Regions from separate parts of the Mus musculus genome. Here all the other regions are linked to region 1. Evidence: chromatin contacts called from public HiChIP or PLAC-seq and promoter capture Hi-C data. All regions are on one chromosome and are shown on one strand. The core of a region is the stretch at or near the end of the contact, and the rest is flanking DNA. Distances in the headings are between cores, read along the strand shown.

Evidence for each region. Promoter capture Hi-C pulls out the DNA fragments that hold promoters and counts their contacts. HiChIP or PLAC-seq counts read pairs in DNA pulled down with a chosen protein or histone mark.
Region 2: an H3K27ac HiChIP or PLAC-seq map of epiblast stem cells shows a contact between it and region 1. The contact joins the enhancer-like site here to the promoter of Rspo3 in region 1. A contact is called at or near these places in 11 of 39 promoter capture datasets (the 3T3-L1 cell line, the C10 cell line, the SN4741 cell line and 5 more), 1 of 484 Hi-C or Micro-C datasets (uterus), 7 of 115 datasets of contacts at active chromatin or transcription factors (embryonic forebrain, embryonic limb bud, embryonic stem cells and 4 more) and 1 of 9 other capture datasets (embryonic stem cells).
Region 3: a contact with region 1 is called in a promoter capture Hi-C map of neural stem cells. The contact joins the promoter of Cenpw here to the promoter of Rspo3 in region 1. A contact is called at or near these places in 15 of 39 promoter capture datasets (the 3T3-L1 cell line, cranial neural crest, embryonic stem cells and 8 more), 8 of 484 Hi-C or Micro-C datasets (adipose-derived mesenchymal stem cells, cerebral cortex, cranial neural crest and 3 more), 10 of 115 datasets of contacts at active chromatin or transcription factors (astrocytes, embryonic basal ganglia, embryonic forebrain and 5 more) and 2 of 9 other capture datasets (embryonic stem cells and pancreatic islet).
Region 4: a contact with region 1 is called in an H3K4me3 HiChIP or PLAC-seq map of embryonic limb bud, with 7 times the contacts expected there. The contact joins the enhancer-like site here to the promoter of Rspo3 in region 1. A contact is called at or near these places in 10 of 39 promoter capture datasets (the 3T3-L1 cell line, 3T3-L1-derived adipocytes, cranial neural crest and 5 more), 2 of 484 Hi-C or Micro-C datasets (both in nephron progenitors), 5 of 115 datasets of contacts at active chromatin or transcription factors (astrocytes, embryonic forebrain, embryonic limb bud and 2 more) and 1 of 9 other capture datasets (liver).
Region 5: a contact with region 1 is called in a CTCF HiChIP or PLAC-seq map of the NIH/3T3 cell line, with 8 read pairs. The contact joins the enhancer-like site here to the promoter of Rspo3 in region 1. A contact is called at or near these places in 5 of 39 promoter capture datasets (the 3T3-L1 cell line, cranial neural crest, frontonasal cranial neural crest and 2 more), 1 of 15 datasets of contacts at CTCF or cohesin (the NIH/3T3 cell line), 2 of 484 Hi-C or Micro-C datasets (the G1E-ER4 cell line and embryonic stem cells), 8 of 115 datasets of contacts at active chromatin or transcription factors (craniofacial prominence, embryonic basal ganglia, embryonic forebrain and 5 more) and 2 of 9 other capture datasets (adipose tissue and embryonic stem cells).
Region 6: a promoter capture Hi-C map of second pharyngeal arch cranial neural crest shows a contact between it and region 1, with 6 times the contacts expected there. The contact joins the enhancer-like site here to the promoter of Rspo3 in region 1. A contact is called at or near these places in 12 of 39 promoter capture datasets (the 3T3-L1 cell line, 3T3-L1-derived adipocytes, the C10 cell line and 6 more), 11 of 484 Hi-C or Micro-C datasets (adipose-derived mesenchymal stem cells, cerebral cortex, cortical neurons and 3 more), 6 of 115 datasets of contacts at active chromatin or transcription factors (craniofacial prominence, embryonic forebrain, embryonic limb bud and 3 more) and 2 of 9 other capture datasets (embryonic stem cells and liver).
Region 7: a contact with region 1 is called in an H3K4me3 HiChIP or PLAC-seq map of neural tube, with 8 times the contacts expected there. The contact joins the enhancer-like site here to the promoter of Rspo3 in region 1. A contact is called at or near these places in 21 of 39 promoter capture datasets (the 3T3-L1 cell line, 3T3-L1-derived adipocytes, the C10 cell line and 12 more), 1 of 15 datasets of contacts at CTCF or cohesin (the NIH/3T3 cell line), 57 of 484 Hi-C or Micro-C datasets (3T3-L1-derived adipocytes, the AML12 cell line, the C2C12 cell line and 33 more), 13 of 115 datasets of contacts at active chromatin or transcription factors (cardiomyocytes, craniofacial prominence, embryonic basal ganglia and 10 more) and 2 of 9 other capture datasets (adipose tissue and embryonic stem cells).

Annotation. Positions count from the first base shown.
Region 1 is chr10:29,534,422-29,537,416 of GRCm38.p6, forward strand. It overlaps Rspo3 (R-spondin 3), which reads right to left and starts at 1,446. Exons shown (of 5, transcript NM_028351.3): 1 at 811-1,446. The coding sequence starts at 907.
Region 2 is chr10:30,369,109-30,372,317 of GRCm38.p6, forward strand. No RefSeq gene overlaps it. Among named protein-coding and RNA genes, the nearest start is that of Gm40622, 80 kb to the right of the region's middle. Within about 2 kb of position 1,618, at least 5 of the 459 cell types and tissues checked have an H3K27ac peak or open chromatin away from gene starts, as enhancers often do. A contact at or near this core is called in epiblast stem cells, where this site is marked.
Region 3 is chr10:30,199,197-30,202,194 of GRCm38.p6, forward strand. It overlaps Cenpw (centromere protein W), which reads right to left and starts at 1,344. Exons shown (of 3, transcript NM_001109747.1): 1 at 1,165-1,344. The coding sequence starts at 1,284.
Region 4 is chr10:30,326,386-30,329,436 of GRCm38.p6, forward strand. No RefSeq gene overlaps it. Among named protein-coding and RNA genes, the nearest start is that of Gm40622, 120 kb to the right of the region's middle. Within about 2 kb of position 1,711, at least 22 of the 459 cell types and tissues checked have an H3K27ac peak or open chromatin away from gene starts, as enhancers often do. A contact at or near this core is called in embryonic limb bud, neural tube and second pharyngeal arch cranial neural crest, where this site is marked.
Region 5 is chr10:30,503,664-30,506,910 of GRCm38.p6, forward strand. No RefSeq gene overlaps it. Among named protein-coding and RNA genes, the nearest start is that of Gm22623, 11 kb to the left of the region's middle. Within about 2 kb of position 1,253, at least 5 of the 459 cell types and tissues checked have an H3K27ac peak or open chromatin away from gene starts, as enhancers often do. A contact at or near this core is called in the NIH/3T3 cell line, where this site is marked.
Region 6 is chr10:30,278,707-30,281,807 of GRCm38.p6, forward strand. No RefSeq gene overlaps it. Among named protein-coding and RNA genes, the nearest start is that of Cenpw, 80 kb to the left of the region's middle. Within about 2 kb of position 1,390, at least 5 of the 459 cell types and tissues checked have an H3K27ac peak or open chromatin away from gene starts, as enhancers often do. A contact at or near this core is called in embryonic limb bud and second pharyngeal arch cranial neural crest, where this site is marked.
Region 7 is chr10:30,438,132-30,441,183 of GRCm38.p6, forward strand. No RefSeq gene overlaps it. Among named protein-coding and RNA genes, the nearest start is that of Gm40622, 11 kb to the right of the region's middle. Within about 2 kb of position 1,605, at least 4 of the 459 cell types and tissues checked have an H3K27ac peak or open chromatin away from gene starts, as enhancers often do. A contact at or near this core is called in neural tube, where this site is marked.

The DNA of each region.
Region 1 (2,995 bases), core at 196-2,695:
TCTCAGTATGCGCCTGTCTCAGGGGACCCCCTTTAAAGAGTCTGAGGTGGCCAGAGCATTCACGTGGGGACAGGCAAGGCGTGAAAGTGACTGAAGTTCGGAACCTCTGGAGTTCCTCTGACTTCCAACCCCAGAGGATGGGACATGGGGCAACTCAGCAGACAGTCGTGGAAGCCCTGGCGCCTCAGCGCCACTCCACTCGTGCGCTTCGTGGGAAGCTGCAGCGCGGGAGCTTGCTCACTGTCCCTTGGGCCCGCCCCAGGTTGATTGACTAGACTACCATAAAACAACCTAGGGGGAGGGGCAGCCAAGGTTCCCGGAGCCAGGCGGGAATTTGGGATGATCCCAGTCTCCTTGCCTGCCATTATCAAACAACCCAAAGGCAGGGAGACCCAACTGCCTGGGGCTCTAGGCCTCCGTCGGAGCCTCAAAGGAAAGCACAAATCCCTACAGCGAATCTAGGAAAGAAAGAAAGATTTCCAGATCCTGATTTACAGGGGGGGGGGGGGGGGGGGGGGGGCAGACTAGCACCGGGTGCACCGACTCCAGTACTGGTTTGTGTACTGGAGTAGAAGAGCCAGTGCCCCGAGTTGCTATCTCCTGTGGGAGGCATAGGGTGTAGGTTGAAAAGACTGTTTCCTCCAGCAGCTGGGTCTGGGCAGGCAAAACCAGCTGACAGGTGAATGTGGTGGAAGGGAGCAAAGACATAACGCAAAGCAAAACCAAAACAACAACAACAAAAACAAACAACAACAATACCCCCTCCTCTCCCACTCCCCCCCCCAAAAAAAAAGAAAACCCCAAACTTACTTCTTCGCTGGCGCCTTCCTCGGGAGGCGTTTTGGCTGCCAATGTATTCCATAAAGTTCAAAATGATAAAAAAACAAGAAATCAGTCGCAAGTGCATAGTAACCCTGTAATGTTTCCCTTTTTTCTCTCCTTTTTCTTTTCACTGTTAGTTATATTTAATGTTTTTTTTTAAAGAAAAATATGTATGTAGGTGTTAGGCGAGTCTATACGAAGAGTAGAAAAACCAGAGCAGCGGGACTTCTCCACTGAGATCCAACAGGCGTGCTGTGATGGCAAGCGAAGCGGGACGGGTGGACCGGGAAACCAACAATTGCATTCTCAAATTGTCCGAACACAGCCGGCTGCTCTGGGGTGGCTGTCATCGCCGCGAGCGAAGGTTGCAGGAGCCTCCTGGCTGGCCGCAGGTTAGCCTCGGTTGCACAGCAGCGGCGGCTGCGGGCGGAATCCAGGCGAGCAGTGGCCCCTGGGGCTCAGAGGCTGCAGCGGCTGCGGCTGTGGCAGGGACCCCGGGAGCGCAGGGAAGCGGACGCCGTGGGTACCGCAGCCATGGTCAAGGGGCGCTGGAGAGACCCGAGCTGCTTCTGGCGTTCTGAGCAGGAGCCGCTCCAGTGTTGGGCCGGGCTAGGAGCACCCCATAGGGAAGGAGGAGGAGGGAGGGGGAGACGGGATGGCTGCGGGGGGCGGGGGGAGCTCGGGGACGGGGAGGAGCAACAACCCGGAGCGACCTCAATAACTTTCAATTTCAAGAGGGAAAGAGGGAGCTGGAAAAGTACAGGCGTTGCGATTTGGCAGATGGACGGGAAGAGGCGCCTAAGGGGTCCCGGGTCTGTGGCGGAGCATCTCTGGACTCAGCAAAGACGGCGGGAGAACGGGAGCAGGGTTGGGGGAGGGACAATTTGAACCCGGCAAGGTGGGCGCACTGGGGTTTGGTGGTTTCTGTCCCAGCTGTACCAAATACCCCAGACCCAATGCTTCTGTTGTCCTTGGCCTCTGGCAGATCTAACCACATAGTAGTGGCCATGTCCTTCAGTTCTTCAGAGACCCTGCCTCACTCCAGCAACTGCTCTTGGGAAGTTCACCACTCGACTCTCTTGTTCCTAATTTCTTGGGATTTCTGGATACAGATGCCCTCTCAACTCTTAGCCTTTCTCAGTGTCTCTCTGTTGCTTTAACCCTCCCCTCCCCCCCAACTCCCTCCCCCCCCTTTTTCCAGGGAAAGTAGCTGTGGTTGTGTTGTGTGGTCTCAAGGGGCTTAGGTGGGAGTTTACCCTTCAACTTGAAGGTGCTTTACCTGATCCTAAGGGGAGGACCCAGAGGTGTGAGCTCTCTGGGTAACCTGGATGGAAAAGCAATTGTACTGTGGCTTTCTTCCAAGCCCAGCCTTTGCTCTGCAAGATCCCCCCTCCCTCAGGCACTTCCCTAAGTAGTCACTGTTAAAGAGTGTTAATCTCTCTCTCTCTCTCTCTCTCTCTCTCTCTCTCTCTCTCTCTCTCTCATCTTCTTATGCTGTTGAGAGGATCTGTTGTACATTCTGGTTTCTCATCTGGGGGACTGAGAATACTATGTGGAAAGATTGTCTCCATTTGGTGATAATGAGTAAAGGTCCATTTCCATTTCTTGCTTCTGTTTCCAGAGCAAGGGGAGTGGGAGTAGAGGGCTCTTGGCAGTAGAGAGAGAGAGAGAGAGAGAGAGAGAGAGAGAGAGAGAGAGAGAATCAGGTTCTCAGGTTAAACCACTACCAGGGAAAAGACCAGGCCCTGGGATGACTTCCGCTGTTGGGCATCCTACCTCTTCTTCTGTAGCACAGACACTTATAGTTACTGAATTGTTTTGTTGGAGGTCACAAGCCTCAAAGCATTTTTAATGTAAACCTGTCCTAAGGGTGCTGATGAGTATTCTGAAGGATTCTTTTGTAATGCTAAAGCTTTATGCAGCATTGGATTACAGGCAGGCCACTTTGAAACCAACTGAGATTTGCAGGAGTGCCTTCAATGTATGCGTTGATAAGTTAGAGGAGAAGCAAATGCCACAGCTCCTGCCTGTCTCATTGAAAAGCACCCCAGGTTCCAGGTCTCTGGAGCCTGTTATGTAGCCCAAGATTGGGGCTGAGATGGAATGGCCTGGATACAAAAGTCAGGAGACCTCGAATAGTTTTTCTTTGCAAAGCTTTAAAACACAGAATCTG
Region 2 (3,209 bases), core at 368-2,867, 830 kb after region 1:
AATGGTAAATTCCCAGAAACCTCATGATCATCAAAGCTACCCCAAGCCAGTAGCTTTCTGGTTCTTGTTTTGAGAGTTCAAGGTGGGTTTTAGAAAGAAGTATGTTATTACAGAGAACTTAAGAAAAATAGAGATATCAGATTGCCTTTGCAGCAGGAAGGATCACTGGAAGTGGGATACCATTGAGCCTCACTCACTACCTTAAAATTAATAGGGCTTTTCTAAACAGAGAAAAGAAGGAGAAGATGAGCTAGTCAGTCCAGTTCCCATTCCAGGACTGGCAATGCATTGTGTTTTCAATCCTGTCCTTAGTATTAGTTCCTGGAAAAAAAGTACTTTTCTGCTTTAGGGAAAACTAGATAAGGGAAAAACAGACTCCCTTCTGGCAGCTACAACCTCTAGCCATGACAGAACCAGAGACATTTTCAGCTCAAACACTTCTGGGTCTTCTGGCCTTCTGTGAAGATGAGACTGCCTACAGGATCATTGGGCATTTCTGTCGTTAAGCCAAAAACGAAAGAAGTCATTTTTTTTCCTTCTGGGTCTTTTTACTCTAACTGGCTAATGGGTTTCTCCCTCCTGTTTTCATTAATGTCATTTTAATTAACCTTACATAAAGAACTGGACAAATAACTCAGAACAAGATCCCAAAAACATCAAGCAATAAATGTGTTGTGTGTTTATAGCCAAAGGTAATCACTAAAATATCCCTTAAAGGAGAAAGAAAACTTCATCCTTCCAAATGTGTGTCCTATTTATGGAACAATAAGGGGCTCAAATGTTGAGAAAATTGTATTCTTGTAAATACTTATTACGTAAATAATAAAACCTAAAGTAAAATATAATTTGTTTGAGATTTCTAAACAAAAGATTTTACTGTTCAGGGAATACCCTTTGCGCTTTACACTATTAAATTAAGTTCTGTAATTAGTTGGGCTTTGCCATGTGGGCCATGTTCCTATTGCACAAAAATACAATGGGACAGAACTTTAGCAGTCAGATTGAGAAAAGCAAGACCCAGGACTCATAAGCTCTGGAACAGTGTGGCCAATGGCTGGAGCATTAGATCCATCTCACTTTCCTCTCACTGCATGAGTATGTGAATGTTGAATAAAAATCGAGAGACACTTAGCAATTTTGCAGTTTTGTTGAAAGCATATGTATCAGTCTTGCTTCTGTATGTCACAGCTCTGATCCAGGCTCACTAAGATTTCTACATTAACTAATCTAAGAAACACAAATTGCTGGGCTTAGAATTTAAGAAAAAGTTATTTGTCCATTATACATAATATTTACCCATCTGAACTAAATTTGCATTTGAGTGCTATAAGATATATATGACTGTGTATGCATGTATGTGTGCAAGTGTGTGTGTGTGTGTGTGTGTGTGTGTGTGTGTGTGTGTGTGTGTGGTGTGTGTGTGTGTGTGTGTTCCTGGGAGGGTATTCATGTACATGAATTTAGAGGCCAGAGATCAACCTCCAAAGCTATTTTTCAAGAGTTGTTCACTTTTGTTCTTTTGACAGTCTTTGCCCTTCCCCCAGCCTTGAGTAGGCTAAGCAAACCCATGAAGGTTTTCCAACCTAGCTGGAGTCGCCTGACCTCACTGCATTTGCAATTTCCTACAGGAGCCTTGAGGAGTTGACCACCTGCTGAGCTTGCTTTTGCAACTCAATCCAGCTGAAACAAAGGTCTGTGGGTTTTCCCTATATAAACACAGTGCTGAAAATTAAACTTTGAGCCTTGATCAGAAGCCTTTGTCTTGGCTTCATCCTTCTCTCCCCCCTACCCCTGTTCTTTTTTATTTCCAGCCTCCCTTTCAGGTACCCAGTTCAACCAAAGCTACTGGACAGGTGGCTCCCAAGCAAGGGAGGACCAGCTGAGAAACACTGCCTTGGCGGACCTCCACAGAGAAAGGAAGAAGTTACAGTATCCTGCAGTAAACAGCATTAATGCTACTGTTAGCCATAAATTTTATTTTTTGGAAAGCTGTTGTTGCAGAAGGTGCAAAGAGGATAAAGCTAGGATGAACAAGGTTGACCAGACATCGAATTAGCCTAGGGATGTGATATCGAAATCGGGACAGGGGACTTCAATATAGGCATTTGTTCACAGCCAAGAGCTGCTTCAGACAAGAGGAGCGGGGTTTAAAAACAAAACAAAACAACAACCAAAAAAAAAAAAGGTTAGAAAAATATTTAGCTCAAGTAGATTTATTCTCCCAGAAGTAGGAATGGTAAATATGCAAATGACATAAGAAAGAGAAAGGGAGAGAGAGGGGGGGAGAGAGAGGGATAGAGAGAGAGAGAATAGGTTTACGAGAAGCAGTTGTCCTCTGTCTGGGACACATTGGAGAAAAGGAAGGAAAATGATCAGAGCTCTCCTAGGGACAGCAGGAAATCAGGAGAAATCAGGAAATCCTGCTTCCTCTCTGGCTCCTACTGGAGATATCCTTAGTTCAGGTTCAAGTTCTCCCTCTCTGTCTATTGTCTGTAGTTGGTGGACCAATCTGTCCACATGTGTCAGTTTTTTGTTTCTTTGTTTGAATGATTGTTGTTCTGTGTTTCATGTTCAAAAGAAAAAAATGCTTAAAACTTTATCTGTTGACTATCCATCCCTTGATTTAGTTTAACTTGCTTAGAAGGCAGTTTCAGTTTGCACAGCAGAAATTGATAAGTCACCCTGCACTGCAGCTGTGAGTCAAGCACTGCTGGAGAAAAGCTGCTCTTAAGGGGGCCAGCAGCATCTCAAGTTCTAAGTCAAGTAAGCTGATGGCTGTTTTTTCCTAGAAAATTCTCTGCAATTGTGTTTATTGGGTTTAGAAGGTGACAAGGTGCTTTTTCTCTTGAAATTACAGCTAGAAAGGATAAGAAACTTTTGTTTGGTCTAAATATATAAGATGTGTGTAGCCACTTCATTTTTGTTTCTGATTGGTTTTAAAGGTATGAGTGTGTTCTGCAGGTCTTGGCTATAGAGTATTGGCTTATAAGTTATTGGGTATGATTAGAAATTTGTAACATTCGTAAGAGAAATTAACTTAAAACTGGTAACTCAGGGTTGGAGTCATTTTAAACAACAACACATGGCATGAGCCAACCCAGGAAAACAGGTCTCTGAAGATACTACTAAATTGGAATAATATTTTATGTAATTCTTATCCTAGAAACTAGACTTATAAAGGACAGGATTTAAAACAATGTCTCTTTAAT
Region 3 (2,998 bases), core at 94-2,593, 660 kb after region 1:
CCACCGGAGTCCATACAGCCACGGGTCACTTCAGGACAGAAAATGGAAACTAAGCTACTTGAGAAAGGCCTGACAATCCCTTGAATCAGCTAGTGAGCTCCTGGATATTCCTCATCAGGTGGGTTTTGTTCTCTGTTAGACTCCAGGGAAAACAGAAGAAACTATCAAAAGTGTATTCCACGGAAATCCCAGCTCACTTACGCTATCTCAACCACTAAGGAGTCAGGGATGTGGAAAAAAACAGCAATGGAGAGAGAGAGAGAGAGAGAGAGAGAGAGAGAGAGAGAGAGAGAGAGAGAGAGAGAGAGAGAGAATGTAGATAATTTTGTAGTAGTCAAGAAAACCAGTATCTGGAGATGGCTCAGTGGTTAAGAGCTCTGCATCCCTTGTCAGGCACTTGGGAGGCAAAGGCAGGGATGAAGGTTGGGGGCCGGGGTGTCTCTGTGAGTTCCAGCCTAGTCTACAAACTGAATTCCAGGACTTCCCCGGGCAGGTACAGAGAAACTCTGCCTTGAAAATCAACATACTGAGAGTGTTAGTGGTGGTGGCAGAGGTAGGCCGATCTTTGAGTTCGAAGCCAGCCTTGTCTACACATCAAGTTCCAGGGTAACCAGGGCTACACAGACAAACCCTGTCTTGAAAAAAAAACAAAACGAAACCAAAGTAAAACAAAACAACACCCCCCCCCCCAAAAAAAAGGGCAGAAAACAAACTGATTTTACTTTCAGGCTGTAACATTGTTATTTATTTTTGGGCCAATTAATTAGTGGAAAGCACTATATTTCAGGTAAACACGAGTCTGAAAAACGAGTCTTGAAAGTTTTAAAGACTTGACGCCACATCTACACGATCACTTTAGTAGGGGACCTAGTGCAGCGGCCATAGAGAAATGGGTTCGGTAAGAACATACAGGAGCTGGGGAGGCAGGCAGGGGCCCAAATCTGTTTCTAGCCGGTTTACCTTCCATACCCGGATCAATTAAACTAATCCCAGAGCCAGGCAGTCTCCTTAACGGCTGGCCCTGGAAGCAATAAGGGGGGGTGCGGGGCCTTCCCGCGGGAGTTTTGAACGGGCTCCGCGTCCTCCTTCCGCGGTCCCCCGGGGCAGGGCGCTCCGCGGCCGGTCGTGGCCGGCGGGCCTGAAGGCGGAGAGAGCAGGACTTACCAGGAGGTCGCAGCACCTCCCCAGACCTAGGTGAGGCTTCTTCTGCTTTAAGGTGCGCTTGAGGAAGGCGCGGGGCGCCTTGCGCTTTACCCGCCTAGTGACTGTGGTGGAGGGCGCCATCCTCGCGGCCCGTCGCACGTCAGGGCCGCTCACCACAGACTGACACGCCACTTGCCTCCCCACACCGCCGAGTGGTCGATTTGAATTGGCCGCCGGACGGCGCACGGCTGTGACGTCACTGAAAACCACACCCACCGCAGCACCGGAAGCGCAGGCTGGAGGATGGACTCCTCAGGAAAAGGGTGTGTCCTGCGAACCCACTGCTTCAAGGTCTCTAAGGCTTGCTTTGCTGTTTTTGTCTGTAGTTTTCTATGGTGCTGTAGTTCGACTCTTGGTTCCATACAAAGGATGAGAAATTGTGAAAATAGTCAATAAGCCCAGTAAAACCCTTCTGTGCTCACCAAGCTATCCATATAGCAACTGGATTCTAATGAATAAGAAAGTAAATGAAAGAAGTTTGTGTTTTATTAGGAACTTAGGCCCGATTTTTTGATATTACCAATAAGCAATGTATATTTTTATATTATTGCATTTGGCTTTGCATGAGATTCTTTTTTTCTTACACCAGATTTTCCTCACAAATGCTCTCCCTTCATTGTTCCCTCCCTTAATTTCCCTATAGCTTTCAAATATACTTTCTTTTTCTTTTATTGAAAATAGATTTCTTTTTCATAAGCTGTATTCTGATTGCAATTTCCCCTCTCCTACCAGCTCCAAAATGCTCCGAATTTCTGTTCCTATTCACATCAATACCCTTTCAGTCTCTCCTCAGAAAACAAAACGGGATCTAACAAATAGTAATAAAATAAAATAACAAAGCAAAAACAATCACAAGAGGGAAAAAAAACAGAAGAAAAAGAGCCAAGGAAAAACCACAAGAAAGCATTTAGAGGCAGAAGCACACATTTGAGCACCTAAGCATTCAATAAAAATCACAAAAGCAGAAGCAATATTATATATTCTTTTTTGCCATATAATCTTATATTTATTTTCATTCATATAGTAATGAGGCTACTGCAAGCCAATTCAGATATTGTCTTTAAAATACTGTGGTGTCAAAAAAAATAAGCCTACAAAATGCAATGTCTGTTCTTGTGTGTACACTGCATCCCCAGCTAAATACCTGTGTGCCAATTAAATGGTATTAAGAGATATGGAAGAAATTGATCCTATTAAAAGATTTTATCAAGAAGTTTATAATTCTTCAAAGTTTCAGAGGCTCATCAGACAGGAAAGACATAAATGTTGCTGGCGCTTGCATTTAAATCTCCAGGTCAAAACCACAGTCATTTTCCCCATGAACACATCATTTTAGGTCTTTCTTGACTTCTTCTGTCAGATTCCTAGGACATTCATTCTATCAAAAATGTTCTCTTTTTTTTTTTTTTTGCCTTTTTTTATTAGATATTTTCTTTATTTACATTTCAAATGCTATCCCTAAAGTTCCCTATACCTTCCCTCTGCCCTGCTTCCCTACTCACCCATTTCCACTTCTTGGCCCTGGCATTCCCCTGTACTGGGGCATATAAAGTTTGCAAGACCAAGGGGCCTCTCTTTCCAGTGATGGCCAACTAGGCCATCTTCTGCTACATATGCAGCTAGAGACACGAGCTCTGGGGATACTTATTCGTTCATATTGTTGTTCCACCTATAACGTTGCAGACCCCTTCAGGTCCTTGGGTGCATTCTCTAGCTCCTCCATTGGGGGTCCTGTGTCCCATCTTATAGATGACTGTGAGCATCCACTTCTGTAATTGCCAGGCACTGGCACAGC
Region 4 (3,051 bases), core at 461-2,960, 790 kb after region 1:
TCATACAGACTCCTGATCCCTGAGAGGAGAGCTCTGATGGAAACACTTCATCTAGGACTGAGGCTCTAAGACTTCACATTCTGCATGTTCATTGTTCAGCTGTAAATCTCTTTGTTAGTCCCCACCTACTGCCGGAAGATGCTTCTCTGATGGGAGTTGAGCCATGCAGTGATCTGCACATTCCATATTCACTGAATTTTGCTACTGAAAAGAAAGATAAATATATCACCTATTTTAAAGATCTTTCTTTCTTTGATCAATGTGTTTATTAGACTGGAAAATAAATGTGTTTATTGGACTGGAAAATCTATTCAAAAATATTTTAACCGGGATCTAGGGGAAATAGTTCAGAGGTAAGCACAATTTGAGAGTAAGAACAAGGAACTGCCCCCAATGAAGAGAACACAGGAGAGCTGTCAGGCTGACCAACTCAGCTACCACCCAGGTCTAGATCTAGGACTTTGAGTTGGCCCAGCCCAACATCTACCCCATCTATGAACCACTGGAGCACATGAAGGGGCTGGTCCTGCAGACCCAAAGCTTTAAGATCTCCATGACACAGGCCAACAACAAGAAAACCAAGAGGAGTCCTGGTGAGGATCCAATATTGACAGTGTAGCAGAAGCCAGAGCCCTTGAACCAGACCAATGGACTGAGGGCAATGAACATTTGCAAGTACAGCTGTGTGGACAAAAGACTGTACTGTGGGACACACAGGGACACAGTGAAGTTTCCATGGAGAGATTTTTTTTTTCTTTTTGTTTGTTTTCTTTTGCAGAGGAGGTTGAAGGGCAGACAGTAGATTTGAAGGGTGGGGAAATGAGTGAAATTAGGCTGCATGATGTGAAATTCACAACGGATCAATAAATGGGCTTTTAAAAGGAAAAAGAAAAAAATGAGGACTATTCAAATCTCCCCAGCTTGGCTGATGTAGCTGTAATCTCAGCACTGGAACAGAAACAGGTGGACCCCACCGTCCAGTGTGCCTAGCAACCTCAGTGAGTTTTCAGCTTAGTGCCTGACAATCTCATGACAATGGTGTAGAGAGGGGTAACAGAGGGGTAGAAGAAAACACCCCATATTCTGCTCTCTGCTCTATGTATACACACACACATCCACATTTACACATTCACCATGCACACACACACACACACACACACACACACCCCAAATATCATGTTTGTCAGTTTGCAGGCACCCAGAAACATCAAAGGATATAAAATCCACCCAATTTCATTGATTGCACATATACAGATATTATTTAAAACATGAGTTTCTTGATTTCAAGTGAACCTGCCAAAATGTGTTTCCTGTACTGGAAGCCACACACCTTGAAGAAGTGCCGTTTTCCTCCTTTAACAGATGTTCAATTGGCCAGAGATTTAGCAGGCATTAAAAAAACACCAGTGACCTGAACTTAAGAGCCCACCTGGAAGATTTGCTTCTCCTCAAAGTGCTAAACCTTGATTTTGAAATGGTAATGAGAAAGAAGTTCACAATAACTATAGAAACCCAAACCGGCTCAGCCGCTTAATGGTCAGGGCCCAGAGGCTCCTGAGTTCTGAGGGCTTGCCTTTGTTTATTGGAAGTCATTAAAACGGTGCAGTCTACCCAGCTGATATTAATAAGACACACCATCCTCAAGGCCGGCAGCTCGTCTGTGTAATTCACAGCAGCCCCCAATTATCTGTGGGAGATCTGCAGCCTGATCCACAGCCTGCGGAGGGGGTTCCACTCCAGCAGGCGCTTAATGAACAGACCAGCTTATAAACACAGGCTAATCTCTCCCACATGAGCACCTGAGGAGACTCACCAGTGACAACTGTTTAAATTTTCAAGGAAATTAATGACCCGTAAAGAGGCAGCACTTATCAGGTTTAGAGTAGGATAGATAGAGAAGTTACCACAGACAAAAAAAAAAAAAAAAAAAAAAAAAGTTTATAATCGTCCGTAAGTGCCTCATTCTGTGGCTTCATCCAGGGAACTTTTATTGACATGGTTTCTCTTATTAATGCTTGTACTGGCAGCAGAGAGCAGAGCGACCCAGTTCAGTCTGTTCCTGATACTGGACTCCTAGGGTCGCTAATGAGCAGCTCCCTAGCCTTTGAGCACAAGCCACTTAAAACAATCACGACGGGAACTGGTATCCTAACCCTTAGCGAAAATCCCCCAAAGACACATACACTGCTCTGTTCAACAAGGCATTTGTAAAAGATCAACTCTACCGGGGGGCTGTAGAGGCCTGGTTGAGAGATGAGGAAGAGCAGGTCCACACTGCTGGCTGGCTGGCGAGTGCAGCAGGAACAGGTAATTACGCTCAGCTTGGCCATATAGCCAGAAGTGACTTTTAAAACAGATCTAGAGAGAAATGGCACATGGCAAAGCTTACTACTCTCCTTCCCACCACTCCCACTTCACCCTGACCCCTGCATCACCATCACTCCTGTCCAGCTCTCCAGTTTTGGAACTCCCTATGCATCTTTCACACTGGAATCTTTCTCTCTGTGGTCTGTTTATGCAGGTCGGATGAATGCTTCTTATTGTTATAACATCTCCTATTCCCAAGGACCAGTTAGCCTGAAGAGGCCTCCTTCCCAAAGGAAATTGGCTGGCTGGATCTAGTGTCATACAAACGGAGACGTCAACAGGAAGAGAAACAGAGGAAGATGGGGAATAGACACGCTGCTCAGTAACTGGCACTAAAATGGGAGACTGGCAATGTCAGCCCCTAAATGCGAACACACTATCCTGTGTCACCTGACGTGTTGATTTCAGCAGACAGAAGGAAATTATCACTATCCACGTTGGCTTGCTTTGTTTTTATGGTTTAGGATGAGCTTTGTTTGAGTTTGGTTTCTTTGTTTTTAGTTTGATTTGTGTGTGTGTGTGTGTGTGTGTGTGTGTGTGTGTGTGTGTGTGTGTGTGTGTGTAACAGGATCTCATATAAAATCAGACTGGCTTTAAACTCAGTCTATAATACAGGTTACAGAATTCTAATTCTCCTGTCCCCAACTTTCCAAAGGCTGATATTAGAGAATTCTGCCACTACAC
Region 5 (3,247 bases), core at 3-2,502, 970 kb after region 1:
TTGTTGGCAGAGGCATAGCTCAATTTAGAACGGGGTCTTGCATTGTTAAGCATTTTGTTGTAAAAGGGATGTAAAGGTGAGGGGTTGCCTGTGTGTCAGTGTCTGTGTGTGTGTGTGTGTGTGTGTGTGTGTGTGTGTGTGTGTGTGTGTGTGGGTGTCTCCCAGGCTGATAAGTTACCTCTGTGCTCTTCATCCTACTCCCTCCCTGACTCAGCCACCCCAAACCTGGAGTTATTTACATCAAGCATATAAAACCAAAACAAACTACTTTATTTACTTGGGTTTTTGTTTGTTTGTTTATTGTAAATGTAACCCAGGGGCTCTACCACTCATCTATTTCCTCAGCTCTAGTTAGTATACTTCCGATAGATGGATCACAAATAATGTCCAACCTATCTTATAGCTAGCTATGTAAAAAAGAAAACCTTTATTGATTATGAACTTGATATTAAGATGAAAAGAAAATATTTGGGGTTGGAGTTGTGGATGAACTGGTAAAGTGCTTGCCTACCATGCACAAAACAACCTTGGGTTCACTCCTAGTACCCTAAAAACAAGATGCAGTGATCCACATATTCCAGTGGAGGAAGTGGGAGGATCTGAAGTTCAGGTTTATCATTGGCTACACAGCAAGTTTGAAGTCAGCCAGGGCTATGCGATACTAAAAGAAAAGAAAAGTTTAGGAAAAATACTGATTTTCCTGATGCTAATAATTTTTTAACTCCTCTCAAAATCCATCTTAAGGCACTACAAAATAATGTAGTGCTATACTTAGAGGCATTCAAAAGATACTCTGACCCATTTGTCAACCCTCCTTTTGGTGGTGCTCAGTGATTAAAAACTGAAAAATAGAATAGGAGCTTTCTGTCCCTTTATGTCCTTTGTTTCTCAGCTACAGACTTTAACAGATAAAAAATATTCTATAAAACAATCAGTTGTAACTTCGCAGAACATGTGTTGTTTTCCTGTCCTTGCTGTTAGTCCCTAAACAGTGCTGTACAGCTCCTGTTCACACAGCACTATAATGCCCTAGGTATCTTAAGTAACTTAAGAATTATTTAGTGTACACACAAAAATGTGTACAAATTATGTGCAAATGCTATGCCATTTTTTAAATGAGACTTGAGCATCTATGGAATTTGACATCCAAGGTGATGGGTACTAGAATTCATCCCCCCCACCCTCACAGGCACCAAGGGAAAACTGTGTTTCCTCTTCATATCTTATGAAATGTTCAGTTACTGGGAAAGTAGGTGAGTAATTATTTCCAAAGTGGTTTTATGTTGTGACTCAGTGATTCATGTTCCCGTTTGAGAATAAGCAAGAGCAAGTCACAATTTTCCCACTGAAAGGATTTCATTTATTAACTAAAACTCAAAAACGCAATTTCTTTGGCAGTTAAAAATGGTATTATTGCTAAGAGTGGTGGTGGGTATAATCCCAGCACTAGGGAAGTAGAAGTACAGTTAAGTCCCAAGCCAGTTTGAGCTACACAGCAAGATCCTATCTCAAAAGCAAAGAACAAAAGAGAGAAATATCAAGATAAAGTTAGTCTTCAGAGTTCAGTAATTCAAACTGAAACTAACAAAAAAAAAAAAAAAAAAAAAGAAGCACACGCCCAGTGATCCATTCTCCTGAGACAAAGGAGAGGGAAAAAACATTTTCGTGGTCTCAGAATGGACAAAGTCCCTTCACAGGAGTGGGGCCTTGCAGCATGCCTCTGCTTACAAAAAACTACCTCTTCAGGGAGCTCTGGGACTACCAGAGAAATGTGTCCCTTTGACACACAGCCAGAAAGTTTGCCCCCACAAATCCTACTAGGGGAAAGCACATGTGGGATATTCCACAAGACTTTAGGCCCAACAGCTCTGTCATTATATCTAATTTTCATAAAGATGGAATAATACAGTATTAAGATACAAGTCAGGCATTGTGGCACATGCCTTAATCCCAGCAACTGAAGGCAGAGGCAAGTGGATCTCTATGAGTTTGAACCCAAGTCAGTCTACAGAGCAAATTCCAGGACATCCAGAGCTATACAAAGAAACTCCGTCTCAAAAATCAAAGAAGAATGAGGAAGAGGAGGACAGGGAGGAGGAGAAAGAGAAGAAGGAGGAGGAACGGGGGAAGAGATGCAAACTGTACTTGATGGTACAGGACTGTAATGTCCGTGCTCAGGAGACAGAGACAAGAGGAATTTGAGTTAAAGGTGAGCCAGGGCTGTGTATAGAGAACTTGGAAGAGGTGGGAGAGATGGAGATCAAGAGCTGGATTCTGCAGCTATGCTCTCCGCAATGAGAGGGCACAGTGAGAAGAAACACAGTGAGAAGACAGCCTTTTGCAAAACAGATGCCAGGTGTGCCAACACCTTGATTTTGAACTTCTCAGATTCTAGAACTGTGAGGAATAAATTTAGGTCAGTTAAATCCCTCCCATTATGAGATTTTGTTGTACAAAGCTGAAAAAATTAAGATCCACATGTGAAAAATAATTGTGATTATTTTGATCTTCTCAAAAGGTCCTACTTCAGTGTTAAACTTTTGGCAACACATTGTAATTTAAAATTCAGTGTTTCAACTCTGTAAGACTATTTTTTAACACTTATCCTCAGGACTGTCTATGATGTGCTGTGGGGCATATGAAGACAAGAAAATACATATAACAAGTCTAGGGTACAGCTCTACTGTAGTGCACACCTATCGTGGGTTCAATTCTGAGCATCACAAAACACATGTGCATATGCACAGATATACATTACATAGAATTAACAGTGTTTTTAAAAATTCCAATGCTGAAAGAAATAAGAAAGAAAGAAAGAAAGAAAGAAAGAAAGAAAGAAAGAAAGAAAGAAGGAAGGAAGGAAGGAAGGAAGGAAGGAAGGAAGGAAGGAAGGAAGGAAAGAAGGAAAGAAAGAAAGAAGGAAGGAAGGAAGGAGAGAGAGAGAAAGGAAGGAAGGAAGGAAGGAGAGAGAGAGAGAGAGAGAGAGAGAGAGAGAGAGAGAGAGAGAGAAAGGAAGGAAGGAAGGAAGGAAGGAAGGAAGGAAGGAGAGAGAGAAAGAGAAAGAGTGAGAGAGAAAGAAAGAAGAAAGAAAGAAAGAAAGAAAGGAAGAAAGGAAGAAAGGAAGGAAGGAGAGAGAGAGAAAGGAAGGAGGGAAGGAAGAAAGGAAGGAGAGAGAGAAAGAGAAAGAGTGAGAGAGAAAGAAAGAAGAAAGAAAGAAAGAAAGAAAGAAAGAAAGAAAGAAAGAAAG
Region 6 (3,101 bases), core at 140-2,639, 740 kb after region 1:
CACACACACACACACACACACACACACACACAAGCTCAGAACAATGCACCTATTAACATCAGAGCCCTGCTTGCATTGATTTACATCCCTCTCTGAATCATAGAGATTTCTCCTCCCCTAACAACAATCACATTTAGACAGTTTCTGTCCAGCATATTTACAGTGTATTCAACAAACAGAACAAAGATCCACACTGGTGTATACATATGCACTACAGCAAGCTGCATTCTTCAATTGAACTTTGGGATGCTTCCCTATTTAAGATCCTATACCCCAGAATGTGCCAGAAATATGATTAAAAACAGAGGCATTATGAGAAGTCACATTCACAGTAGGAGAAATGAGTACATGATGTAATGTATAAATCTAAATCAAGAGCCACCACAGCTCCATCCCTTAGCAGCTAGCATCTCTTTCTTTTATACCCCATAAAAAGAAAATTCAGGCTGTAACCTGGGACCCTTGAGTACTCTCAGTCATGTGGCCTGCTGCCAATCTTGACATGGTATCTTTCTCTAAGCTCTACTATGGCTTCCTTCCAAACAATGTTATCTTGCTGCCTTTGCACATCTGTGTAAGCCTTTATAAAGAATCTGAAAATGGAGGGGGGATGCTGGAGACACAACTCAGTAGTTAAGAGCATGCACAGCTCCTTCAGAGGTCCAGAGTGTTGTTCTACCAGGCATGTTGGTGGCTCACAAACACTGGGTATCTACTGCTGTCTCCTGCTGGCATTTATGGACATCCACACTCATATGTATCTAAGTAATACACATACACACACATAATTAAAAATAAAATATTTTAAAGGACCTGTAAAAGTCCAACCTAGACCCTCAACCATTGCTAACACTGTCATCTCTTTAATAGCCCACAACATCTCCATAACTTGAAGCTAGTGGTATTTACAATTGAATTTTTTCTTTTCCTCTTTGTTGTATGAATCTGATCTGTTTAACTTTTGTTTGATTTTAGTTTGGGAAAGATTGTATTTTTTTAACCACTATACCAAATATTATGTTTTGACACCCAAATTTCACACTTAATTTCCATTTTTAAAAATCCCTGTAGCAACAAATAATATATAATTTGGCTTAAAGAAGATGTCTCTGAACACTACAATTTAATGAACTCAGTTGAAATGGCATGTGAGAACACGAGGAACAGCAGAATAATGTCCCAGCTGAGAAAGAATGAGACATAAATAACACCCAAAGGATTTCAACCACAACGTTCTTGGACCAAGTGCTTCTCGATTTTGTTTAGCTCAATTTGTAACTAAATTATCTCTGAGGATGAGGGCTCAGAATACTTCACAGGACAGTCAGTAATGAAGGATCCAGTGACTATCATAGCCTCCTTTTTGCTTGCACACTGTTGATACAGCTAAAAGTTCAACTCCTCAACTTAACTCCCATGCCTCCTAATGAGGGGAGCATAACACTATCCAGGCATCTCCCAGCACAGTGATCTGAACGCCAGTGCTCCACACACGGTGATTTATGTCAGCTTGGTTAAAAATCACCCACATGCTGGAAACCCCTGTGGAAAGGTGTGTACTGGCCCCAGGTCAGAGCTCATTTCTTCTCCCTCCTTGATTTCTTCTCCCTATGCAAGATCTACAGGTGGAGGGACATATTGTATTTGTCAATCACTCCTCATGGGAACACGGAGAAGAATGTTGGCCTCCTTGAAATAATTTACATTTAATTTAGTTAAAGGGGCACAAATGATGGAGCTGCTTGTACCATCAGCAAGAAGCATCGCTTGGAAGATTTTTCATGTAGGATGGGAGCACACATGGCAAACACTTTCTATCTTCTGATGCTAGAAAAAATAGCACAGAGTAAGAGATTGTTTTCTTGACAATACCATTCTAAATAAATCCTTGGAGGGAAAAAGTCAGGGCAGATGGCCTGGGGCCAGCCAGGAAACCCTTAATCACCCAGAAAAACAAGAAACAGAAGAGGTCATTATTCTTAGTGGGCCAGACTGTAAAACAGTGTTTGTAAGTCTTCAGATTTATAGCAAAGCACCTTTAAATATCTCAAGCAATTATAAAAACAAAGGCTGCTCCAAAGGCATTATGTAAAACTCTCTTGCTTCTTTTCTATAAACAAGAGAAAGTGTCCAACTGTCTTCAAGCTTCATCAGAGAACTTTTTCATTGTATCTATCACTGAATTATTTTATCATATGATAGGCTTATCAAAATTAATTTTAAATATGATAATAGCTTGATGGATGGAAAGACTAATGAAATAGTAGTTGACTGTTAGATAAATAAATAGATAGATAGATAGATAGATACATACATACATACATACATACATACATCGATAAATACATGATAGATTTAAACAGATGAGATGATTTATAGATAGGTAGGTAGGTAGGTAGGTAGGTAGGTAGGTAGGTAGAGAGAGAGAGGGAGAGAGAGAGAGAGATAGATAGATAGATAGATAGATAGATAGATAGATAGATATGGATAGATAAGTAGATAACAGGTAGATATACAGATAGACAGACAAATAGAGTTTACAGTTCGTCAGACAGATAGATATAGATGATAGGTGATGACAGGTAGATTAGATAAACAATAGATAGATAGATAGATAGATAGATAGATAGATAGATAGACAGATAGATAGACAGACAGATAGATATCCACTTTTGATCATATAATTTGTTGTATTATCTTCCTACTGAGGGTGTACAAACTCTGTGAGAGACTAAGTAAAATGTCTTCAAGTGGACGGGCCATATTGGACCTGGTGTCATCTTTTGAAACCCAAGGCAGCCCTGGAAACTAAATGAAGTTAATATTTACATAGCTTTGAAATAGTTTCATTGTACTTAAACTTTCATTATGTCATGCAGACATTAAATCAATTACACTCAAAAAATTTAATCAAAGGCTTTAGTGTTTATAAAAGAAACAACTTTTACATTTTTATTCTGTGTGTGTGTGTGCGTGTGTGTGTGTGTGCTTGTGCACTACATTACAAGGGCAATGCTCAGAAGACAGTGTACACGAATTGGTTTTCTCCTTCCAATATACAGGTCTTGGAGATTGAACTTAGGTCATAAGGCTGGGTCAAA
Region 7 (3,052 bases), core at 355-2,854, 900 kb after region 1:
TACTTATATGTGAAGATAAATAAGTCTAACTTTTCTAATTTAAGAATTTTTTTTTAAATTGAAACTTTACAATATAGCAATGAGTTAGCATCAACACTAACTAGGCTCTGAAGCTGTATTGAAGACATCACAGCCTGCCTTCAGTACTGATCCTCCTCAAAGCTTATGACTTCAGGGCAATCTCAAGGACTCATCAAACAAATTCAAACCAAGAGACAATCTGAGAACAAGTGAATTATTACCACTCTCAAAATGTCAAAATGAAAAAAAGATGGAAAGAAACAATTCCAAATTACAAGAGGTATGGCAACTAAATATGCTATGTGTCTTCAGGTTGGTCCTTGAACAAACCTCCCTAGCATATTTTTACTGAGACAATTAAGTAACCAATGAAATGAACATAAAGTCTGCAGATTAGACATCAGCATCAAGCCAACATTAATTTTGAGTGTAATAGTTATAATGTGGTCATACACAACAATTAACTTATTCACGGAAAATATATACCCAAGTATTTAAGGATAAAGGGATAGTCTACAATTTATTGCCAAATGGTCCATGGTAGAAGTATCTATAGAAATAAAAAACGATACCAATAAACTTATTAAAATGTTGACAGGAACTTCTGAGTGAAGGGACAGGAACATGGGACTTCTTTATAGTAGTCTTGAATTTTTTGAGAATTTAAAATCATATAATACGAAAAAATTTAGCAGACTGGGGATATAACTCTACCCCTGTTCACTACCACAGGATCTGAAGAACTAATTCAGTTCAACGAGAGCTGACTGCACAGTTATTCCCTCAGCTTAGCTCCTTCAACATCCACCCGTTTGATGTGCTCACATGTCCTAGAGCTTACATTGGGTTAATAGTATACTCATGGTTCTGGAGAGGAAGTGCCATGAAGGCACTCTGTCAGGATGTCATTCCCAACTCATCCATTGAATTCGGAAGCTGTTTCTTCCTGGTTAACCATGTTTCTGCATCTAGAATCAAAGTACCAACCATACTCACTCCAGGAGGTTTTCCTGATGTTTAAATAAAATACAAATGCATGTGGCTGTGGTTAGCAGACAGTAAATCTTCAACAAATGTCACTCGTTTGTATTATTAAATCAATAATAAATAAATTTTAAGTAATGCACTTCTTATTGAAAGAAGAAAATATGAAAGTGACCAATAAATTTGCACTATGCATAATGAGTTCACGTCAGTAAGACACAACAGGCTGGGACTCATAGGGAAATGTATAGCAGTTGTATATCCATGACCAAATTAGGAAATGCCGAGATCCAAAATAACACAAGACATGAGCATATAGAAGCAACTTAATTCCCTTTTAGAGCCGGAACAAATTTAAAACAAAGTGGAAAATAAAGGCCACAGCTTAAGAAGAAGGAAACCAAGTAACAATACTTAGTCTCCCAGTGGAAGACTTTTAAAAGATAGGAAAGAATATTTGATTGTGAGACAAGGCCTTGTGTGGCTTCCTCGCTTCCTGTTCAGGAGACATTCTGCAGCCATTGTCCAAGATATGCTGAAGACAAGTCAGAGGAGAATAGGCAGATATGAATTGCCCAGAGAGATCAATACGGATTACGAGAAGCCAGGAGCAGTGGAAATTGTTCTTTAAGCCTGAATCATGCAGCCACGATCATTTGTTTCCTGAATGCTGATCTGACAGTGAGAGATAAATCTAATAAAAGCTCTGTAACTTGGAAAGAGGCTTGTTTTCTCTCCAGAGCATCTATGTTTGTGAGAAAATGGTTATTAAGCCTGGAGCCACTGGCAATAATATTTATACCTAGAGCATTCCCTTTGATTTGCTAAGTGTTGCCACACACCATTCTTTGCTTATTCAGTCTCTCTCAGTGGTCCTGACAGAATCCTTTTGTGCAAACCCCTCAGCCACAAGTCGCCTGCTGTGCGATGATTTAGGACTGAAATGTCATTAAGTGGGTCATATTTTATTTGCAAGAGCTGGGTGGCCATTGCTTTAGTACTCTGTCTCCTGACCTGCATACCTTATTTACATTTTTAATATTGGAGGAATAAATAGTTCCAAGACTGATATATCACTTTGTACTTTGTCTAAATGTCCTACAGGCAAGTAAAAGACAAAAGAAAAGGTTTCACTTTGAGATTCAAGAATCTTAGAATCCTGTGTCCTGCCTCAAGCAATGTTCCTCTAATATCAATACTATGTTTCATTATGCATACACGTAAGTAGACATAACTGACAATGCTCAAGATAGAATTTTCCATACTATAGAAAATAATAGATATTAGACTTGCAGCTTTACCTAGCACTCCTGTCTAGAATCTCAAACACCACACTTAGAAGAAATTCAAGCAGCACTCTCAAATAATGTGAATCTTCTAAGAGATATAACATCCTCTTAACATGAAGATACCAAAACAGACCCTGGAATATTAAAGAATGGGTTAAGTTAAAACTACAGTAAATTTTACCTAGACAGTGATCACAGAGCCACAATAGAATGTGAATTCTAAAACAGAGGTAACAACTGAAACAATCATTAGTTTAGAAGTCAATGGTATTCATAACAATTACAGTTTAAACCCAGTGAGTGATTAGTGAATAGTTACTGGAGACCAGCCCTGGGGTGAGCACTTGACAATGGATAATCACCTCAAATTCTCACTTCTACCCATAGAGATGGGTATGACTATAGCTCTCTAAACAAGGGAATGAGACTTAATGTGAGAAAGCAATCTGCCCAAAGCCAGAGTGCCTGGAAATTACAGAGTCGTGTCTAATCTTGGCCCAAGCTGCAGTTCAAATTCAAACTCTTAACTTAGCCACTTGTCTCTTCTTATTCTAGCCTGTGTCCCCTACAGTAAAAACACCCACTGAGACTGTGAACACTAGAAATTATTTGTGTTTGCTTGCTGGTTGGTTTGGTTGGTTTGGTTTGACAGTGTGTCTGCTATCTAGCCCAGACTGGCCTTAAAGTAATGTGCACCCTGCCTCTGAGTTGCTGGGAGTACAGGTGGTAAGAATTTTTTTTAGATCTGCCTAATATTC